Linked DNA regions of Mus musculus: region 1 is linked to region 2. Evidence: chromatin contacts called from public promoter capture Hi-C data. All regions are on one chromosome and are shown on one strand. The core of a region is the stretch at or near the end of the contact, and the rest is flanking DNA. Distances in the headings are between cores, read along the strand shown.

Region 1 (6,312 bases), core at 3,019-5,518, 1.1 Mb before region 2:
TCAGCATCATGTCTGCCTGTATGCCACCATAGCCCCTAACCATAATGATAATATACTAAAACTCTGAAATTGTAACCAATCCCCAAATACATGTTTTATTTTATAAGAGTTGCTATGATCATAGTGTCTCTTCACAGCAATAACACACTGACTAAGGCACCCTCTTTTTGTCATTTGACAGTATTTGGTTTTGTAGACATTAGAATAGGAACACTTGTTTGTTTCTTGGTTCTATTTGCTTTCAGTTCCTTTTTTTTTTTTGAAATTTTTTCACCTTAGGATAGTGTTTATATTTAGTGATAAACATGTTTCTTGAAGCAGCAAAAGGAAAGATTCTGTCTTCTAAATAGTCAGCTAGTCTGTCTTTTTTGATGTGTGATTTAGGTCACTGAATTTTAGTTTTTATTGAAAGGTATATATTGTTCCCTGTCATTTTATTAATCTTTTCGTGTTTGAGAATTTCTCTTTCTTCTCTTTAATGAGTGATGAAACATTTGCAGCATTTTTTCCCTTATTTAACCTCTTTATTGTGTTCATCTTTTTTTTTTTCAGACTGAAGTATTTATTCCAATATTCTCTGTTGGGCTACTTTAGTGGTCAATAATAATTCCTTTTGCTTGCTTTTTATCATAGTTTTTATTTCACCATGAATTATGGCAGACATTTGCTGGGTATATTAGAGAGGGTGTGCAGTAATAATCTTTCAAAGTTTGAGAGATATTAGTCCTTCTTGAGTTAATGGATTGAAAAGAAAAAGTCAGAAGCTTTTCTGACTGGCCTGCCTCTCTATGTGACTTGGCTCTTCTTTGCATTTTCAGTACACTCTCTCTGTTCTGTAGATTTAGGGTTTTAAATATAATATAAATGAAGAGTTTCTCTTCTTGTTCTGCTTCTTTGCTGTTCTATATGCGTCTTGTGTCTAGATAGGCTTCCTTTCACTATATTTGAGAAAATATCTTCCATGATGTCATTTTATGGCATTTGCATGAAAAATTTCTTCTTGGATATTTAGAATATGTAGGTATTGCCATAGTTTTTGACATCTTCTGTTCATACATTCAAAAAATCATTGACCTTGACTGACTCATACATCATTTTTGTTTTCACCTCTTCATACATGATATTTTATCTCCAATACCATCCATTCAGTTGGTGAGGATGTCCACTTAACTTTTTACTTGACCTATTTTTTGGAATGCTTAGTAGTGTTTTGCTACTTTTATTTTCATGGTCACCTTTTCTTTTTTTATAATTTATTTTTTTAATTAGGTATTTTCTTCATTTACATTTCAAATGCTATCCCAAAAGTCCCCCAGACCCTCCTCCACTCCCCACTCCCCTACTCACCCACTCCCACTTCTTGGCCCTGGAGTTCCCCTGTACTGAGGCATATAAAGTTTTCAAGACCAATGGGTCTCTCTTTCCAATGATGGCCAACTAGGCCATCTTCTGATACATATGCAGCTAGAGGCATGAGCTCTGGGGGGTACTGGTTAGTTCATATTGTTGTTCCACCTATAGAGTTACAGACCCCTTTAGCTCTTTGGGTATTTCTCTAGCTCCTCCATTGGGGGCCCTGTGATCCATCCAATAGCTGACTGTGAGCATCCACTTCTGTGTTTGCTAGGCCCCGGCATAGTCTCACAAGAGACAGCTATATCTGGGTCCTTTCAGCAAAATCTTGCTAGTGTATGCAATGGTGTCAGTGTTTGGTGGCTGATTATGGGATAAATCCCCGGATATGGCAGTCTCTAGATGGTCCATCCTTTCATCTCAGCTCCAAACTTTGTCTCTGTAACTCCTTCCATGGGCATTTTGTTCCCAATTCTAAGAAGGGGCAAAGTGTCCACGCTTTGGTCTTCGTTCTTGAATTTCATGTGTTTTGCAGATTGTATCTTGTATCTTGGGTATTCTAAGTTTCTGGGCTAATATCCATTTATCAGTGAGTGCATATCATTTGAGTTCTTTTGTGATTAGGTTACCTCACTCAGGATGATGCCCTCCAGGTCCATCCATTTGCCTAGGAATTTCATAAATTCATTCTTTTTAATAGCTGAGTAGTACTCCATTGTGTAAATGTACCACATTTTCTGTATCCATTCCTCTGTTGAGGGATATCTGGGTTCTTTCCAGCTTCTGGCTATTATAAATAAGGCTGCTATGAACACAGTGGAGCATGTGTCCTTCTTATCAGTTGGAACATCCTTTGGATATATGCCCAGGAGAGGTATTGCGGGATCCTCCAGTAGTACTATGTCCAATTTTCTGAGGAACCGCCAGACTGATTTCCAGAGTGGTTGTACAAGCTTGCAATCCCACCAACAATGGAGGAATGTTCCTCTTTCTTCACATTCTTGCCAGCATCTGCTGTCACTTGAATTTTTGATCTTAGCCATTCTGACTGGTGTGAGGTGGAATCTCAGGGTTGTTTTGATTTGCTTTTCCCTGATGACTAAGGATGCTGAACATTTTTTTCAGGTGCTTCTCAGCCATTCGGTATTCCTCAGGTAAGAATTCTTTGTTTAGCTCTGAGCCCCATTTTTTAATGGGGTTATTTGTTTTTTTGGAGTCCGACCTATTTTTTTTTTTACTTCCATTATCATTCTGGTTTTATTTTTTCCAGTATTTTATCTCCTTATTAAATTATTTCAACAACATACATGAACTTCCTTATTTCATTTTGCTGTCTGTATTCTCTGTGATAATTCTTGAGTCCATTGTGAGTTGTTGTGCCATATTTAAAATGATTTTTAAAATTCTGTATATGAACTTCTATGTTAATCATTTTTGCTGGAGGCCATTTGAATGAGGTTGGTAATTTTTGGCGGTATCAAGTTGTCTTAAATTTTCATGCTTCTTAGGTTTATCTCCTGGGATATGACTATTAGGGGGTCAAATTGTTGCTTAAGACTGGAGGTCAGCTGTGGTGCAGTGCTATGTTAGATTGGTGTTCCAGGTACCAGGCTCTATCTTTTGACTGCTGCTGAGGGTTGAGTTTGAATATTTCCTGTTTGCAACTATTCAGTAACTAACCCATTTTTCATAACAGTAGATAATAACTGAATACAAAATGAGTATAAAATGGATGCTTTTTAAATATTAGTTCTTGAAGTGGTGAGTCAATGGCACTGTGTATACTGATAGTATGGGTGGAAGGGAGGCAAAAGGGTCACAACTGCAGTGTGACTAGCAATAAGTATTGGGCTGTTATACTGGAAGTAGAGGAGATTGGCCCACATAGGATTTTAAATAATTGAGTAAAAGCAAAAATGGGGGGGGGCGTGTGGGACATTTGGTTAATGATAGACTAAAATGAAGAGGTAAGTTTAAAGTAGGTCTGCATTTGAGCTTTCAGAAATGGAAAAGTAAGAGGAATGGGTATAAGAAAAGAGAAAGAGGAAAAGGAGAGATAGAGGTAGACATAGAGATAGATAGATATAGATAAATAGAGAAGGATGGAGGAAAAGCAAAAAAGAGAAAGAAACAGTATGGGATAATATTTACACTGCTCCGTTTTATCAGAGCATTGGTATGAATTTGACTGAAGCATTTAATATTGTTTTGAATGAAATATTTTTTTAAGTCTGCTTAGTCTGAGGAGAAACTTTTTTGTTTATATGGAGATTTTAGTCAACAATAGTATCACATCATATATTTGATATTTTGGTAAAAGCTATTACCTTCCAACATGGTAACTATTAGAAGAGATAGATAAGTTAATTAATTGTAGTAATAATCTCAAATCATTACCCTATACACCATATATATATATATATATGTATATATATATATATATACATATATATATACATATATATATATATATTCTTTTGTCAATGATACTTCATTAAGGCTGAGGTATCATTGAGGACTGTGAAAGAATTGAATGAGTCTAGCTAAAGGAAAATAAAAAAACCTGGAGCGGCAGACACTAAAGACATTACATTTGATAAAATCGCAGGAAAAGTAGATAGTTATCTAAAGTTGCAGTAAAAGTAGAAAGTTACCTCAGCCCAAGTACCTCAGCCTCAGCTGTCTGTCACAGACTCCTTCCTCAGCAGCTCCCTCAGCTCCCCGCTGGCCCCGCCCCGCCTCGCCCCGCCCTCCGGCCCCGCCTCTCCGGCTTCTTCCCACTAGTCTGGCCACTCAGACCTCTCTGGCTCCGCCCTCTCTCCTCTTGAGTGGTTTACAAATGAGAGGAAGATTCCGCCCACTCCCCGCTATCGACCAATAAAAACTGGCTTCGTCATTTGCCACTTCCCGGTCGCGGGTGAAGTGCTGCGTCTCCCCGCCCTCTCTCCTCGCCGACTCCGGGTTCTAGGAAGATGGCGAAGGTCACTGAGCGTTACGATGTGACTTGGGAAGGTAATTTTGGGCGGGGAGGGTGCAGGAAGACCCAAAGCCCTGGGAAATGGTTTAGAATTACCCAGAATCCCCGGAGAGATTCGTACCCGGTTGTGTCCTCCGTCGGGCAGCTCTCCCTGAACTGCCCGAACCGAGTGGACACTGGGGCTGGTTCCTTCCTGGGCCCGGCCACAATCTGCGGCGTACCAGTGTCGCGATTGCTGGCCCGTACACCGATCCACCTGCCTCTCTGCGCACCGGTTTTGTCATCTACTGTTTAGGAGGCAGGAGGGACGCGGAGCTGCGGCTGTCACACAGCATGTGGTTTCTGGGAGGCGAGGAGGCGGGATCAATGTGTTGAAGCGAAGAGATAGTCCAATGGGATCTGTTTCTTCAACATGCACTTTCCATGGGTTTAGAAAGTCTCCCCTTTTAACTTCCTTGGCCAGTCCTATTTAAAGCACACACAATGTAGCTTCCTACTTACTTTCTGCCAACTAATTCATTTTCTGAAGGAGATTGTAACTGGTTAAATTGGAGGTATGTGTTCACATGTGATAGTCTTATCCTGTCTGATTGACCAAGAGTGGAGAATCTTTAAATAAAATATTTAAATCTTGGATCAGTTCTGTATGAGCTGTTATCTCTTTCAAAAAACGTTGGTGGGAGTCATGCTTAAGAAAATAAATGGGTGTTTTTAAAAGCATGAGATTTCTGTCCATATTCCCAGCAGTTGGCACAGTACAGTGTACTTCAGTAGCTAGTTTGCCCATTGAATACTTTTGTGGGATCTTTAACATGTAGAGTGAAATTTACATGAATTGTTTGAATGCAAATAAATCTCAAATAGTATAAGAAGGAAAAGATTTTATATTGAATAAAAAATGTAAGTCCTAGTTCTTTATGTCATATAAGACAAATGTTCAAAGAGTTTACAGTTTAATGGAACAACAGACCTGTCAATTCATTTTTAAAAGGTTCATGTCAACACATACCCTTCCACTGTAAAGTAGATAGGTTAGTAGGTGTTCCTTTCAATGCTTTTAAACATGTTATAAATACCTTAAGATTGTTGAAAAGTGATATTTTTAAGGTATGTGAAGGATAGCTTTTAAAATCTGTTAATGTGTACAAATCAAGGACAAAGATTATGTTACTGTTGGCAAGCAAAATGATTCTGCGTAGCTTCATGCTGTCCTGTGGGCATTCTAAGGTATAGCGATATAACTAGATTTGGAATAGTGACTGCTGTGTAATTTGTTGAGCAATGAAAGAAGAAATTATTTTTAAAGTGGTCAGTTAGCTTCTAACCTGAGAGAAAAGATTTTGTTGTTGGTTGATAGTTTTTTTTGTTTGTTTGGTTTTTGTTTTTCGAGACAGAGTTTCTCTGTATAGCCCTGGCTGCCACTCTGTAGTCCAGGCTGGCCTTGAACTCAGAAATCCACCTGCCTCTGCCTCCCAAGTGCTGGGATTATTATGTCATTCTGCTGAATGATCTGGCTCTAGATGGCATCTAGCTGGAGCCACTGCCTGTCCCAACTCTGAGCTGGCTCAGCTTGTCTTTCCTAGATTGCCTAAATTGGCATATACTTGTCTTCGTGGTTGGCACAAGTGATTCTTTCCATCAACAGAGTTCTCCCCTCATAGCCTCACTCTTAAATGTTAGTCTCTCAGAATCGTGCTCAAAAGTTACAGGTTGCAGTACCCTTAAGCACGCATCTTCTCACCCCTGCCACCATATTTACAAGAGAAGTAAAGAGGAAAAAACACGAAAATGAAAATCTCAAGCAACTGAATGGAACAAAACCTCCTGGACTATGTGCTTTCTTTCTATTGAAGCACTTGCTTGCTTGTTTTACCTCAAATTTTTTTCTCTGTTAGAATGAAAGAAACTAGGCCTACTTTGCTCACTTTTATGTAACTAGTGCTTGGCACAGCGAAGAAACTATTTACTAATTGACTGAATTA
Region 2 (5,942 bases), core at 984-3,483:
AAGCTTACTACAGCCCTCTCTTATAGGGGCATTTTTCTCAATGAAATTGAGGCTTCTTTTCTGGTGACTCTAGCCTGTAACATTTTGATATAAAACTAGCCAGTATGGTTGCTTTCCTTTTGTTCTCTGTTGTGAAACAAGTACCCAGCCACCAGGATTTCTGTAGAAACATGTGCCTCCTTTGGTTTTTCAATTTGGAAATGGTGAATTATTAAAAAAAAAAAATCATAAAAAAGAAGATTATCATGGGGCATAATAAGTAATTTAAAACGAAGATGTAAGTCATCACATTAAAAAAACATGCTCCTATTAGGATTTCGGGAAATCAAAAAATGGCAGAAATTATAGATTATTGGAATTTGGATAATACTAGATTGGATTATAGATAGAATACCTGTTTCAGGGACCTCAGGTGATTTATTTATTCATTTATTTATTTGATGTGTGGCTGTGTAGTTACTAAAAATGTTGCAGCTTTATGATAGTTGAGTGGCTATTATCTATGATTGCTTGATATGTGCCTGACTGCACTGAAAGCATTGCAAGTATTAAATGCACTTAAGAGGAGACCAGATTAAATTAATTCATGTTTACCTAGAACCAGAGAAAGAATCCTAAATTTACTTTTTCCTCATTGTTAGGGTAAGCATACTAAACTGCTGTCTTGGATTAGTGGTACACACCAGTAATCTCAGAATGCTGTAGAAGCTGAGGCAGGAGGGGCTTAAGTTTCAGGATTGCAAGAACCTTTCTCAAAGAAAATAAAGCACAATAAATAGTAATAAAAATATGGAGCAGATTGCAGTGAAGAGGGTGGGGGGTAGAATATTTCAGGTTACATGGATAGACGAATCATGGTGAGAGAACAAAGGCAGCTGAATCTTTAAAAAGGAATAGGAAGGAAAGGCTAGTTGAGGAAGAATTTGAAAAAACTGCTTTCAACTTTTCGATATATCATAAACACAAATATATGTACACACACACACACACACACACACTCCCTTGCCAGCCACTTCCTAATAGTAGCTTCTTAAGAATTCTTAGTCCAACAGAACAATAAACTCGGATTTTTACAAGCACACAAGATAGAAAAAGAAAAGAAAACATGAAAAGAATATGCTTGTGTACATACATACATACATATGTATGTATAAACGTAGAAGTGAAACTGTCTAGAAGAACAAGGATCTATCAGCGGTGGGAGGAAAAAAAGGGGGTAGGAGGTTGTATCTGTTCAAGTTACAATGTTTCCTTAAATGAAAGCATTTTTATGGAACAAAGTAACATGTACAATAAAAAATAAAAACCAAAAGTCAATCAAACAGCAGAAAAATATCCGATTGCAAGAGAGAACCCCAAAAAGACAAGAGCTGGGTAAAAAGGCTAGCCCCTGATGCAGGATATAAGGAGGGACCTAGAAGAATCACCCGCCTTACTTTCAGTTAAAAACTGGACTAAGATTTAAACAGAGCCAGATAAATTCTGAAAGAGACGTGTAAACGTCTCAGGTCCAGCAGTAATTGGGGTCTGTCCTAGTCACACCCAAATCATTTTGAGACAGAGAGGCTTCGCCAATGTTTCACAATCTAGATGCAGTTTCGCCTTGGCCCCATCTAGCAGACAGGTTTAAGGATGGAACAGGAGACTTGGTCACAGGCGAGACACTAATCTACAAAGGAGGAAAGGAAAACAACTTGGCAGGAGCCCAGTTGCTCCAGGACAAAAAAAAACCCAACACACTACTATTAACAAAAGGCCAAAGCAGTTGCACTGTCCCGACTAACCACGCCCCTATGCACTCATTGGCTTGCGACTTGCACGTCAATGACGTATCTATCCTCTATTGGGCCAGAAGTACGAGAGGCAGAGTGCGGAAGCCAGAGCCTGGAGACAGGGTCTGGGCGGGGAAACGGGCGGGGCCAGGGCGGAGCTAGGGCGGGGTCCGGGCGGGTTTTTGGAGAAGGGGCGGCCATGGCGGCTGCGCGGCGGCCACGGCGGCTGCGACGGAGCGCGCGCCCGGCTTTGAATGAGCGGAGCTGGGACTGAGCTGGCGGAGCGCGAGCTCGAGGCAGACAGCGGCTGTGCGCGCGCGCGCCTCGTGAGCGCGCGTGGCCCGCGGCAGCTCGGAGCCTCCGCCGGGCGGGCGGGGAGGGGGAGGGGCAGGTGAGTGTGTGCGGCCTGCGCGCGCCCGCGAGGGGCTTTTTCTCTACCCACCCGCCTCCTGACCCGGTCCGGCCTGCGGCTGGTGGCCGCGCTTCCCGGTCACCCTCTGGGTCGCCCCGTACTTCCTGCCCTCCCGCCTTTCTCTTCGGCCCTCTACCTCGACCTCCCACTCGCCGAGCCACCACTCTGGGGTACTGTTTCCGGGTCAGGGTGACCTGTGGGGAGAGCCGAGCGTGGCTTGGAACCGGCTCGTCCCTGTCCCCTCGCTATGCTGCGGTCCCGCACGGGCGTCCCGCCTGGGAGCTGCCGACCCGGAAAAACCCCACGTTCAGTCTTTCCCAAGGGCAATGTGCCGCCTTCCTGCCCTCCTCTACGGGCCTCGCACCTCTCGGGGCCGATCTGCCCAACATCCAAACCCCATCCCACCCGGCTCCCACCTTCAGCAGTTTAGAACGCCTCACATGCCGCCCGCCACCGGGCGTGGGATTGCGTAACCAGAAAGCTCGCGTGTGTGTTGTTTTGCTCATCTGTGCAGTGGGTATGATTTTTTTTTTTTCCGCCAGCAAGTTCTAGGTGGGTAATCTGAAAGTGAAAATTATTTTAGTTATGAGACTCACCGTTGAGTCATTCAGAAGATCTTAACCCACCTTGGTTAACTAACAGTCCCCGGGGTGTCAAATTCGAAGGCCTGATGGTACAGAATGTTCGGTTTTTACCACCAGCTTTCCAAAACTGCACTTCTGCTTTTGCTTACATGCCTCCGGTGTTGACCCTTCCTTGTCATGTTTGAGTTCAGGTAGATTTTTATTTGGGAGCTTTATGATATTTAACTTTAGCGAGTCACAGACCTAATTTGAGTATATTCTGTGCTTTCGTAGGTCGTGGGACTTTCAAGTAATTGTATAGACTTAGAAATGCAGGATTAGGACAGCATTTGATGACTCGTTTAATGAGTATCACCTGGCTTGGCTTAATGAATTATAGTTTAATTGATGTATACTCCAGGATCTGAAGAAATTGAGCACAAGGACAGATTGACCACGTCATGCAGGATTCTTTTTCTTTATGCCTTCCTCCCTTATAGGGAAATCTTTCTTAGTTGTCACAACAGAGCTCTTCTTCCTATTGTTTAATTGGAAATGCCATTTCTTCAAAATTATTTCTCTGGCATAAAGTTTCTGCATTTTCTTAGTCATTTTCGTTTTTAAAATTTGAGTATTTTGGTAGGTTATTTCAATATTGTCCAGTTCTAGAAAGCATTTTAAAACACCCAAATTGCAAAGTAGCTCCAAGTAAGTGTTTTCCTAATTGAGAATCTATAGGTGTTTTAGAAATCAGACTGTAGTGATATGTATAAAATTGAAATCGTTTGAAACAGAATCAGGGCCTTAGGATTCCCCTCCTCCAGCCACTGCTGATTTAACCTGTTTAAATTACTCAGACCATTTATAGGCCTTATCCATTATATAGGAATGGTGAAACTATTGAACTAAATTCTGAACATGTTAAGGGCCCAAGGAATGTTAAGTTTTTAATTTTTAATTCAAGAAATATTGGACCACCTAAATGCTGTCATTGGCTAAGATGTAGAGATAACAAACTAAACCACACTGGTGGGGTCCTGCCCTTCTAGGCTCTTTTTCCTTTGAATAAAAGCAAATGTAGAAAGAAACTCCAGATAGTGGTTGAGTAGCAGTGGGTGCCCCAGTGCAGGAAGTGTTTCCTGGTGTCAGTGCACATGTGTTACATAGGTGGTGCTAATCTATGTTCCTTCTACTGCGCTGTAGCATATGCCATATGCACAAGTCCTGAATTACACGTGTCTACAAATCCCTGTCATTGACAAAGTGCTGCTTTGGTAGTTTGCTTACATTTCCCACATTTAGTGAAACTGCTTAGAACTTAAATCTTCCTTGATTCCCAAGAATGTTCCTGACTAGGTTTTCATAGCTCTCAGATGAAATGGATGTAGGTTTGAATGCAAGCAGTTGTAGGAGCTTGAGAACTTGTGCTTACACCGCTGCTGTTACGTGAATGGACGGCATTAATATCTGTGGATGCAGTTAGCTACTGTTTAGATAGTGCTTGATTCATAATAGATGGTCAGTGAATTTTAGGATTCACTCATTACAGAAGCAGATTTATCACAGAATTCAGATATTGTTAATAGCTATGGTGGCATTCTGTTCTGTTATCAATAATAATCTGGCTTTCTGCTTTTCCACTTAAACTTGAAATTTTATTTCTACATTTTGTTGGAGCCATTCAAGGTGATAGGTACTGACTGAGTAATGACACTTAAGGATAGTTGAGAAGGGAATGGCAGTAGCTGCCAAGGCTCTGCATGAAATTTCATTCTTAGCCTAACACTAAACCCTCTGCACAGTCCCAAAATATTAAATGTGGTTTTTTTTTTTTTTTTTTTGTCAAAAAATCTTGCTGGAGTATCTCTTTGCCTGTATTTTCTTTTCCAGTGCTATATGCCATACATCTGTTAGCTACCTTTTATATTTTGTTTCTGAAAATTAATTATATTTTTAACAGTTTGTGCTGAATTTTAATAGTATATATTTGCATATACTGTACACAATATTGGTTTTCATTATATTTCATTTCCCCAGATAATGTAATTAGCTCACCTCCTTCCTCCCATTAGTGTTTCTTGTTCTCCGTCTGGTCCTTTTCTTGTCAAACAGTACCCTATTTTCATGTATTGTATTAGAAATCTAGCTTTTACAAATGAGGACAAAATACTGTCTTTACCTTTCTGACTCTAGCTTATTTTGTCCAACACTGTGGTCTTCAGTTCCATCCATTTTCCCATGGAGAGCATGCACGAATGCTATATTTACACTCTCCTTGGGAAAATTGCTTTTTGTTTTGTTGACAAATGAGCTTTAAATGAAGCCGTCAGTTATCATTCTACTTGTTTAGTTTATTCTACTTCTAGTGAGGAATCAGTCATTTCTTTCAAGTTTTACTTTGCAAATGGTAACTGAATATAAAGGGTTAAAAACCCTCTAGAGAAGTATTGTTTAGGGAAAGTACAGTATATAGATATTACTGTAGTATAAAATAGAAAATGTTAACCTTCTCAATAGAAAAACAATGGGATTAAGAAACTGTTCCTTTCAACATTATGAACTAACCAGTACCCCAGAGCTCTTGACTCTAGCTGCATATGTATCAAAAGATGGCCTAGTCGGCCATCACTGGAAAGAGAGGCCCATTGGACACGCAAACTTTATATGCCCCAATACAGGGGAACGCCAGGGCCAAAAAGGGGGAGTGGGTGGGTAGGGGAGTAACGGGGACGGTATGGGGGACTTTTGGGATAGCATTGGAAATGTAAATGAGGAAAATACCTAATTAAAAAAAAAGGAAGAAACTGTTCCTTTAGGAAGTAATAATAACATACCTAGCCAACACCATTGGTAGTGGGAAACAACCATGCTTTGAGAGAGTCAGCTTTGTTGCATTTTTGAAATCAAGTAAACCACCTTGGGGATGTATTTGTCAGAAATATTTATATTACTTGAAGAAGGAAATTGTTAATATGCTTTTGATTCAATTTTTTGTACCCTCTCAGAGCCCCCTTCTGCCTTAGACATTGAGTAAATCATTCAGTTTGGTTTGGGTTGAGTCTCTGCCTCACACATATGTAACAGATACGCAGTTTGATCTTTGTGTGGTCCTGAAAAACTGGAGGGCAGCATATCCCCAAAGTTGTTGCTTGTACGTGGATATGTTCTTCTAGCTGGGCTGCCTTGTCTGGCCTC

Evidence for each region. Promoter capture Hi-C pulls out the DNA fragments that hold promoters and counts their contacts.
Region 1: a contact with region 2 is called in a promoter capture Hi-C map of pre-B cells. The contact joins the promoter of Emc2 here to the promoter of Ebag9 in region 2. A contact is called at or near these places in 1 of 39 promoter capture datasets (pre-B cells), 3 of 484 Hi-C or Micro-C datasets (CD4 T cells, muscle stem cells and regulatory T cells) and 1 of 115 datasets of contacts at active chromatin or transcription factors (extraembryonic endoderm stem cells).

Annotation. Positions count from the first base shown.
Region 1 is chr15:43,472,961-43,479,272 of GRCm38.p6, forward strand. Emc2 (ER membrane protein complex subunit 2) reads left to right here and starts at 4,269. Exons shown (of 11, transcript NM_025736.2): 1 at 4,269-4,365. The coding sequence starts at 4,326. It overlaps Gm10373 (predicted gene 10373), which reads right to left and starts at 4,076. Exons shown (of 3, transcript NR_046064.1): 1 at 4,008-4,076.
Region 2 is chr15:44,617,207-44,623,148 of GRCm38.p6, forward strand. Ebag9 (estrogen receptor-binding fragment-associated gene 9) reads left to right here and starts at 2,234. Exons shown (of 7, transcript NM_001357691.1): 1 at 2,234-2,701.